Regions from separate parts of the Mus musculus genome. Here region 2 is linked to region 1. The links are chromatin contacts, called in public HiCAR-type maps. All regions are on one chromosome and are shown on one strand. Each heading gives the region's core, a stretch centred on a gene start, on an enhancer-like site or on the middle of the called end of the contact. The rest is flanking DNA. Distances are from core to core; before and after follow the strand shown.

Region 1 (5,227 bases), core at 857-3,356:
TTCTGACAGGAGAGGTGGGAGGGCTGCTACAGTGGAGGCATCAGAGAATAGCAGCGGTGTGAGCTGGTCTCAGGCCCGGATAGTCTGGGCACCAGGCAGGTGTCGCATGGCCCGTACTTAGCTTTCCATTCAAGTGTGAGGCAAGTGCCAACCGAGGAGAGTTTATTTGAGCCTGTGTCTGCAAAACCACTTTGGAGCACAGTGAGGTTTACTAGTGTTCATGGTGGGGTGGGGCTCCCTGGTGCTGGGGTGCAGTTGCCAGATCCCCCCCCCCAGGTGTGGAGAATTGAGGGGGTTAAGCATTTGAGTGGCTTTCCCAGGCTCAGTTCTCATCTGCTGAACTTACAGAGGTTTCTCCAGCAGCCAGTTGTCCCAGGAGAGACTTCCTTGCCTAAGAAGGAGGGAGGATAGCTGATGGCCTCAGCAACAGCTAGCCTTCTGATTAGCATGCGTTCAGAACAGCCCTTTGCCTTCCGAGCGGTGGAGTTTCCCCTGTTATCAGAGCAGCGCTGCCCAGGATGGATGGGATGAGAAATGAGAAAATATTGAGAAACACATGAGAAAACAGGGGCCACAGAGGAACCTGCCAGTGTCAGACAGTGGCCAGGCTGGGGTAAGCAACCGAGGCAGGCTATAGCCGCAGTCTGTGTGCCATCTGGTCAGGCTTTGTGAGCAGTGTGTGAGGCCAAGCAGGAACGTCTTCAACTCAGAATTTCCCGCCGTGCAGCCAAGGCTGAAGGGTCCCAGCTCAGAGTTGGGGCCCAGATGCCAGATAGGTAAGGCCAGAGGACAGTCAGGAGGAGCCAGTGACTATGGCACAAAGGTTCCCTCTGTATACAGGACTCTTGAGGGAAGCAGGGAGACTGTCGCAATCGGCTCGGGTGCACTTGGTGGGATGGGACAGGCTGGTGATGTGCTCCTTTTCCTGGGGCCGAGTTGAAGAGCCGACTATACAGCAGAAGGACAGAGACTGGTCAGCAAGTAGCAGGAATGACAAGGGCTGGGCGTGGCATCAAATTATCATTGTCACAGATTCCAGCAGCAGCTTGTAGTTCTTGTTGCTGACCAAATTCTCTGGCCAGCGGTATAATGGAGCGAGAATCCCAACCCAAGTTGCCCAGAATAAGTCCAGTTCCTCTTCTTGGCAACCTGTCCCCAGACCTGACATGAGGACACAGCCTGACTTGGTTGTGCAGGTGGCCCTGTCCCTGGGCTACAGGTCCGGAATCCTGATGGATGGCCAGTTCTTGATGCACTTACCATTGACTCACCTCACCCAGGAGCAGGAACCAAGGAGCCTATTGGTTCGTTGTGTCCAGGTTGGGGATGCCCCAGTGACGGCATTCGCCAGTTCCTGGAAAGGAGACCTGGCAGTTGCATTTTGCCCGAGTCACGCCAGGTGATGGGAAGAGAGTCTATGGCAGTGGTAGCATCGATCGTGGTCTTTGTTCTACTCGACTGTCCGTCCACTGTAACCCAGCTGGCTGCCTGCTCTGCTCCACTGACCCTGCCATCACCGTTGGGTTTCAGGTCTCATAGCGACCTTGTATGTACTAGAGAATAATGTACACAGGATGAGGCAGGAAGGCCAGGATTCTTGGCACAATGAGGTGGGGATTTGCTAGGGTATCCAGTTGGCTGTACAGTCGAAGCAAGTGGAAATGAGGCCTGACTATGAGTTCCTTTGGAGGGGGGCAGTGCTCATCCCTTTGAAGATATTTTTCTCGTATAGATTGACATGGCCTTCTCTTGGCTTTGATTATTAAATTCCAACATTTGTTGTTAAATTCAGTAGTTAAGTGTTATTGACTCATGTGACTTTCCATCCAGCCACACTCTCTCCCGCCATTCATCACATAGGGACCTTTCAGGAAGTGCAGGGCACAAATGCATTCCCTCACATGTAGCCTTCATGCGATCGTGTCATGGTGGAAGGGTTGCTAAGTGGAACACACTGACACATTTTTTTTTTCCATAGACATTCAACAAAAAACGTCACCTTGCTTTCCTGTAACCCCAGCAAAACATGGAACTTTCAGGACTTTGTCTGTTTGCCCTCCGGGTATTTAGTCAGGTCACAGAGACACGAGATCACCTCAGACTATTGCCTCATTGTCCGGACAAACACTAGCCGGGTTAATTATTTTTGGATACCACGTTGGCTACACAACCCTGCATAAACAAACAGGCTTTGCTTTGCCCTTGGTGACATTCTCTGTCTCTTAGCATAATTTTACCCCAACATTATTTTCTTTTTCAAGCCAGGATTTTTCTGTGTAGCCCTGGCTGTCCTGGAATTCACTCTGAGGACCAGGCTGGCCTCGAACTCAGAGATCCACCTCCCTCTGCCTCCCAAGTGTTGGGGTTAAAGGTGTGCTCTGCCCAGCAACCAACATTATTTTCAATGAATTCAGTAGATACAATTATTGTGAGCAACAATTCTGATACTTATGTTGATTTGTACTGATGCACTTAGTTTGTTTGTTTACCAGTAAAAAATCTGAGGCAAAGTCCCACCTTGCTGGACATGGACTGTTGCCTGCGGATCGGTCTCGGCACAGACTGAATTCCCATCAGTAGAACTAAGTCAGACCGTGTTGTGTTGTGTTGTGCTTCTTACTTTAGTTCACAGGTTCTTGGCCATGCTTTCTGGCACAGGCATGACAGTAGTGGGGACAGTAGTGGGGACAGCACAACACTTAAGGTCCTTCTCCTGGGATTCTAAAATGCTGTGACTCATAGTTTCCGGTTGGCATAGGTTTGTGCCAGGGCTATGTGTGGGCAAATGATTTCTGATTATCTCACAGTGGGCCCCACCTTTTAAAATGTTGTCACTCTTCTTACCGTGCTGTATGTGATATATATGGGGAGGGGGGCGCAGTGAGCATGTCACAGCACACATATGGAGGTCGGAAGAGAGCTTGGTGGAGTTGATTCTCATCTTCCATCTTTCCATTGGTTCTTTTGTCAGGCGTAGGCAGCAAACATCTCTACCCACTGAGCCATCTCACCAGGCCCAAGTCCCACCTCTTACAGGCCCTACACCCTCTCAGCAGAATCACACTGAGGACTGGGTTGTGCCTCCGCCTCCCCCAGACACAGGACCCCTGGGAGCAAACCACATGGGAGTGAGGACATGGGACATGCCTTCCAGGCTCAGTGGTTTTCTCAGAGACTTTGGTAGAGTTGGTTCTTCTATAAGGGTTAGGTGGAATGAAATAGACTGACCTCTGAACCCCATGTTTTACTTGTTGCTTAATGCAGAGATGTTAAGCTAAATTTCAAGTTTCCTAAACAAACATGAAGCCCCCTGGGCTTCCCATTGCTTGCCACAGTGGTTTTGGGAGTTGCTTCCCCGACAACCGCTCTTGGTTGACTTACAGTTGGCCGTGGCATCTCTTGCTGTTCCTTTTGTGTTTATGGAAACTGACTATATTCTTTAATTTCTTGTGGTTGCTCACAGCTCAATTTATTGTGATTCTACCTCCTTTTAAAGGTGACTCGAGAGAGGCTTGTCCTTTCTAAAATAGGTGCTCTGCTCCCTGTTAGCAATGTGCCCAGGTTGCTGTTGGGGGTTCTGGGAATGCTGTCACGTGGTGTAGTGGGGCAGGCTGGCATGCAGCATAGCTTCATGCTCATTCACCCCAAAGTATTCTCGATCTTCCTGTTCCTTCCCTTACCCAACGATGAGCGTGCTTTTTACTCTGAAAGCTTCTGCTGACATCTGGTCGTTAGTTACTTCAAAATTCAATGTTGTGGTCAAAGAATCTACTTTTGTGGCTTGAATTCTAGTACGTTTCTTGAGACTCACTGTGTGCTCCTAAATACTATGTTTCTGGCAGCTGTAAAGTGGTTTTTTTTTTTTTGGTAAATCTTGATTCAGTCAGACTTCTCATGGAAACAACTCAGAACAGAAATGAGAAATGGGTGTTCACCAGAATTTGATTCTGATCCTACAGCCTAGAACCCTATCCCACCCAACAAAGTCTTGACAGGATAGCTAGAAATCAAATCAGCGTGGTTGTTACTGATCAAGTTCTGTGAACCTGGATTTAGATAGGCTGCATTGTGCTGCAGTAAGTAACATACCCAGTGTGTCAGTGGCATTGACTAGCCAAGGTTCATTCCTGTTCCTAGTATGTGTCTATGGAGTTTAGCCATGCTTCCCACCATCATGGTCCTCCAGACACCAGGTCAGAGCACACCGGTGCTTCCTCGGTCCTTTGTAGCTCCAGCCAAGAGTGATCGCCTGTCTTTAAGGGAGGTACTTCTACTGTCCATTGGTGCCTGGAAATCAGTGGAGAATATTAGGAATGTCTACCCCAGAACTTCCAGAGAGGAAGGAGAATATTGGAGTGTGTTGGTGGCGAGAGGGCTCACATTGCTTCCAGTCCCCTCTGGTGTGGCATCAAAGGGAGATTTATCTAGACAGCTGCTGCAGCCCTGCCTGCCTGCCTGCTCTAAGATTCTGACACCATGGAGAGTTGGAAGCCCTGTCTGATCTTTGTTCTCTTACGGTGGCCTTTATGTGTACAGAAGGTATGTGTTTTACAGTGTTCCCTGGCTTAAGTGACAGTTGTCAAAAAAGGAAGGTTAGGGCTGTTCTTATAACCATGTGCATGAGGCCTGCTCTGACCCTATACTGGCCAGGACTTATCTGAAGATTTATGCAGGTCCCCTGTGCCTTGTTGTGACTACACCACTCCCTCTGATCTGCCCACTTGGGGGTATCTCCTGGCTCCTTGGGAGGTGATTTCATGTGAACCAGAAACCAAGCTGTGCTGTGTGTGTGTGTGTGTGTGTGTGTGTGTGTGTGTGTGTGTGTGTGTGCTGTGTACTGGCTTGCTCTCCATGGCTTGCTCAGGTAGCTTTCTTATAGGACCACCAGCCTAGGGATGGCACCACCTAAAATGGGCTGGGTCCTCTCCCATCAATCCCCAAGTAAGAAAACGCCTTATAGCTGGATCTTATGGGGGCATTTTCTAACTGAGGTTCCCTCCTTTCAGATGACTCTAGTTTGTATCAAGTTGACCTAAAAACAGCCAAATAGTGTACAGGGATAGTTCATTTCCTTCCCTGACTTTCCTCTAGAAGAGATGGCTTCCAGAGTTGGAGGTGTCTCCAAAGAAACATACTAGTGACTCAGAGAAAGAGGACATTCGAAAGTGCCTTTCTAGTGACTGTATGAAAATCAAGTAATATGTTGTCCTGCTATTGAGGTGTGAAG
Region 2 (5,227 bases), core at 951-3,450, 1.5 Mb after region 1:
CATGCTGGGACTGTCCCAGTGCAGGAGGCTACGCGTCTCCCTGGGTCTGGGAACCACTAGGTTTCGAGGGTTCAAGGTATTTGGTTGCGAGGGTTCAAGATATTTGGAACACATCCGCATAAAGAAATGAGGGGTGGGGAGAGTTAAAGAACGAAGAAGGAAGCAAACAAATCTAAAGGCTCATGGTCTCTCTCGACAATAATCTCTGTTGTTGCCTTCACCCCAAAGTACGGATCTGCCATTCACCCCCACCAATGCCAGGTGATCCACTGCCACAGATCCACAGCTTCTCACGAGGCTAGCCTTGAAACAGTGTGTGATGGAAACCCAAGCAGAAACTGGGAGCTGTGACCCCAAGACAGCACTGCAGTCATGTGGCTGCACCAGGGTCAAGGTCGAGCCCAGCTGATCGGAATAGCAACCCTAAAGAGGCTGCATCCTCTGAGAAAAAAAGACAACTAAAATCAAGCAAGGAGGGGACGATGTGTCCTGGGACTCACTACCTTCCACCAAAGCGGGTGAGCATAGCCTGCCATGCATGTGGGCGGAGCCACCTGCTGTCCCCTCATGCAGTCTTCACCCAAGCAGGCTAGTTGTTCACTTCCATGCACCAGTGTCTTCATTAAACAGATCCTAACACCTCTGCAAAATCTGGCAGTGTGTGTGGTCCTGAATACAGCATCCATGAACACCACTGGGGTAGCCTCAACAAAACAAGTGTGTGGGGAGACCCCAGTTTCACAAGCCGGCTCTTCTGGATGCCTGACGTCTTTGGAGAACAGAGCCTGTACTTAAATGTTAAACAAGAAGTTACACATTTACTGGTACGTCTGTATGAAGACTAGGGCTCATTTTGATATGAAGACAAAGGAAATAATTCTTGCCATTTTACTGTAAGGATCTCAGGGAAACTGCCCCCACATGCTATCCAGAAAGAACAATTCTTTTGTGCTACCAGCATAGTTAAGTACTGGCTTTGTATCTGCAGTTCACAACAGGGAGCCTTACAGGCATTCCTCGCAGGCATTTGCCATCAACTTTCACTGAGACGGGTAACTGGAAACATGGCTTATTTCCAAGAAAGTAACACCCAGTAAAATTCCCCAAATCTGTAAAAAGTACAAACTACTCTTTTGAATGTTAAAGACATATATTGCAAAGCAAAACTCCAAGAAGAAAAAAATCATGACCCTGGAAACATTAATGAAACCTTGGGAAACCCTGTGCGAGTTTGTGCTCTCTTACACATTTCCCCCTCACCCCACCCCTACACCCTTCTCTTTACGATAAGCTAGACTGTTCCTAGCTGAGCACAGAACCGCTAGCATCCCACGCACACTCATGCAAAGCATGTGGGCTTCAGACAAGGATAAAACAGAGCCTCTGAGTCAGGTAATTCCTGGTCCAAGGACACAAAGCTATCTTGTCCTTGGAGTTGACTGAAAAGCGAAAGATCAAACATGTTACCACCGCATGGCTACTTCAGTCTCAGGACATAAACATGAAGACCTGTGACCCACAGCATGCCCCCTTAGAACACCCTGGAGGGGAAAAGGGCTAAGAAAGCTCAAGAGGCCTTGCAGCCAATCCGACCTGACCAGTAGGGGGAGGAGAAGGGGGCTGGCATGAGGTCACTGTCCCTATTATAAAAGGCTTCTTTGGCCCCAACAAGAAATCATATCAAGGAAGAAAGACCGCAAGTGTGCCCTTCACTTTTATATAGGAAGGTCCCTAGGTGCACAACCCCACCGCTAACCACTCAGCAAGGTCAATACTAACATGTCTTCAGCAACACTTCACAGGAGCCGAAGGACAGCTCTAGAACCACGAGGCAGAGGCAGGTGTGAGAGCCACTTGGTTCTTGCAGTCTTCCCTGCTCCATCCCTCTCACCCCTAGAACAAATAGGCAGGGCCACTTTGTCCCCAGCAGCTCCAGGCTGAGGCTCTCCCCTTATTTGAACAAAACCATCTGGCACCACAGGAGCCAGGGAACTGAAGTTCCCAAGACACGTGGTTCTGACGACGGGCAGAACGTGGCGGAAACAACGAAAGGCCAGACGGTAATTCCAGAGGTTAAAGGGACACGGGACAATAGAGATCATAGTCAGACAAAAGTCTCTGTCAGCTCAGCCACACTCACCCTCCCAGCTCATCCTGGCACCAAGAACTGACCCAGTCTGCCTGGAGCAGGGCTGGGTTGGCAGTGTGGTGCATGGCTGAATTCAGAGGCCTCAGCTGGACACTTACCAACAGTCCCAGCCAGAAACACCCGCAGGGCCAAAGTCAGCACTAACGCTCCAGTGCGTGCCCAGCACCATCAGAACAGTGTTGGTCGCCGGTGTCTGAGTTCACTCAGGGAGCCCCAGAAATCAGGACAAGGAAACCAGTCAGTGCTCCGGCTGAGGAATGCAGAATGTGGAGATATGACTACAGCCCACAACCTACAAGGGCCACTTCTACACAGACTTTTTTCAGGCTACCTGCAAAATTAGAAGGGCACCCAGCTACTTGGCCAGCAGTAGACAACAAGGAGTTGGGGTTTTCAGAGAGAGGCATTGACAAGAATTGCTTCTAAGTCAGCCCTGAAGTTGAGGGACCGGGACTGGTTTGGTCATCACCATGAACACTCTATAAAGCCATTCCCAGCACTCATGTAAAGATAGTGGGAGCATGAGGCATACTTAGGATGGGGTAGGGGGAGCCTTGCGAAAATTAGTGCTAACTGCATGTGCATACACTGTGCCTCTAACTCGAACCTCTGAAAATGGCCAGACAGGAGGAGGAAAGTGATCATTCGCCACAGTGTGAGGTTATAGTGTGAGAATTGATTGCCTTCTGTTCTGTTAATTTTCCTAACAAATTGTCTTACAAGACCAGTACGTGTGTACTGGTGACCCAGATTTCTACATCATGTCTACTAAAATGGATGCAGGGGTAAAGGAGTTAAAAGAAAAAAAAAAACAAAAAAAACTGTTTCAGGGCTGGTGAGATGGCTCAGCGGTTAAGAGTGCCAACTGCTCTTCCGAAGGTCCCAAGTTCAAATCCCAGCAACCACATGGTGGCTCACAACCATCCGTAACGAAATCTGATACCCTCTTCTGGAGAATCTGAGGACAGCTACAGTGTACTTACATATAATAAATAAATAAATAAATAAATAAATAAATAAATAAATAAAATTTAAAAATAACTGTTTCATGTTGATGATGTTTCACTGGTTTCAAATTCTTGATCATTGCCAGCTAGTTACAATGACACTTGCTAAAGAAAAATGAGAAAGGTCTCCGAGGAACGAGGAAATTGAGGTGCTTCAGAGAAATGAGGCTACGTAGCATAGTGTCACACAGTGGACCCATAGGGGCTCACTAATACAGTTTGGGTACTGTTCAAGTGTGTCCCTCAAGAGAGACACATGCTAGAAGCTTGATTCTCTGTGCGGAGGTACTGAGAAGTTGGGGGAGGGGGGACACCTGTAAGAGGTGGAGCCTAATAGAAAAACATTGTCTAGAACCCCAGAGGCATGGTGGGAGGAGTATCAGGAGCTCGAGGTCAGCCTCCGAGGCAGGGTGGGAGGCAGCGAGGTCATTGGGGAAACCAACATGGAAACTCATGAGATCCTGAGCTATCAGAGAATAGCTCTGAATCACAACCTGGCTTCCTGTTTCAAGATATGAACACTCTCCCAGATATATTCCCACCATTGTGCTGCTCTCTGCCATGAAACCCTCACCAGGATCTAAGAAGTACTGGACTTGCCATCTCCAAAACTGTTTGCCAGACAAACCTTATTTTTCCAAAGCCAACCTACCTGGGGTGTTTTGTTGCCGTAACTCTCAATTGACTAACATACCCACCTCCCTGTCTTTCCTTAGGAAAGAGGTCAGGACCCAAGTACTAGAGTCCACCCTGCCTTCCTCTTCTCCCATGCCCCAATCATCCCTTATGCTTCCTTTTCTGGGAGAATGATGAGGATCAGGCTTTCCACAAGCCAGCAAAAAAATGATACCCGATCTTGCTTTGCAGTCTGCATCCTCAGAACTCCGCCTCCCACCCTGAAGGTCCCAGTGGCCCACCTTCCCTAAGGGTCCACCAACTCCCTGAGATCAGTGGGTACTGGTGCAGATTTGCAAACCACATTACCGCCATTGTGGGGACCTGCCCTATGCCTCATCTCATTCTAGTTGATAAGTACAATCATCTTCCTGAGTTTTCCCATTCTTCTTCGCCTTGTGCAATTTCCCTTGGCTATTGCAGGTAGTTGATCCACACTATCAAGCCCCCACGTGGCCCCACCTCCTTCAACGTCTTAAAAATAAGCCAGAGGGCTGGTGAGATGGCTCAGCGGTTAAGAGTGCCGACTGCTCTTCCAAAAGTCCCAAGTTCAAATCCCAGCAACCACATGGTGGCTCACAACCATCTGTAATGAAATTTGATGTCCTCTTCTGGAGTGTCTGAAGACAGCCACAGTGTATTTACATATAATAAATAAATAAATAAATAAATAAATAAATAAATATAAAAAAAGAAGAAGAAGCAGCCAGAGATGACCACCCATGTAGACCAGCCTTTTCTCCCTCTCCCTAGGGCCCACAGTCCCATCTGGCCTAGGAGCCTCAAAAACTCTGGGTGAACCTGAGGATGAGTGGTCCCTCCTCCTTCCAAACCTGACCAGTGATGCCAACAGTCACACTGGGAAGGGGACCAGCAAATCTGGCTCAGTTTGAGTCTGGTTCTGTGTGTTCCAAGAGGGACGGGCAGCCATTTGTTGACACTCCTTAGAATTGTGAATACATTCTTAGAGGGTAAAAATTAACCAGTGCCAGCCACGAAGAGTGTCATGGCTCTTGCTGCTGCTCCCAGCAAGCTCCCTGTACTGATCAGAAAAGCTGCCTCCTCCCAGTGACTCGGGGGCCTCCAGCACCATTCAACAGAGCCAAAACAGAGCAAGCTGGGCTCTGCACTATTCCCTCCAAAGCTCGGCTGAGGTAACCCTGTGTAATTGCACTCGTAGATCATAAGTGCTGGCATGTGGTTCCCAGGCTGAACCATTTACCCAAATTAAAACCATTCTCCTGAAACAAAGTCAGACCCTTTTAATTGAAAATAAAACCAAGCAGCCCTAGAGGCGCTTACTTGAGCGCTCTCTCTCTCTCTCTCTCTCTCAAAGACATTCTTCCTTCTTTCTCCTTCCATTAATCACCAAGTTTATGCAATCTGTCAAAATAGC

What was found. HiCAR-type assays count read pairs that join an accessible place to other places.
Region 2: a contact with region 1 is called in a HiCAR-type map of kidney, with 6 times the contacts expected there. The contact joins two enhancer-like sites. A contact is called at or near these places in 1 of 115 datasets of contacts at active chromatin or transcription factors (kidney) and 1 of 9 other capture datasets (embryonic stem cells).

What each region holds. Positions count from the first base shown.
Region 1 is chr11:7,151,170-7,156,396 of GRCm38.p6, forward strand. All of the region lies in intron 14 of Adcy1 (adenylate cyclase 1), which reads left to right. Among named protein-coding and RNA genes, the nearest start is that of Ccdc201, 35 kb to the right of the region's middle. Within about 2 kb of position 2,107, at least 9 of the 459 cell types and tissues checked have an H3K27ac peak or open chromatin away from gene starts, as enhancers often do. A contact at or near this core is called in kidney, where this site is marked.
Region 2 is chr11:8,651,936-8,657,162 of GRCm38.p6, forward strand. The region is part of intron 1 of Tns3 (tensin 3); the gene reads right to left. Among named protein-coding and RNA genes, the nearest start is that of Tns3, 10 kb to the right of the region's middle. Within about 2 kb of position 2,201, at least 92 of the 459 cell types and tissues checked have an H3K27ac peak or open chromatin away from gene starts, as enhancers often do. A contact at or near this core is called in kidney, where this site is marked.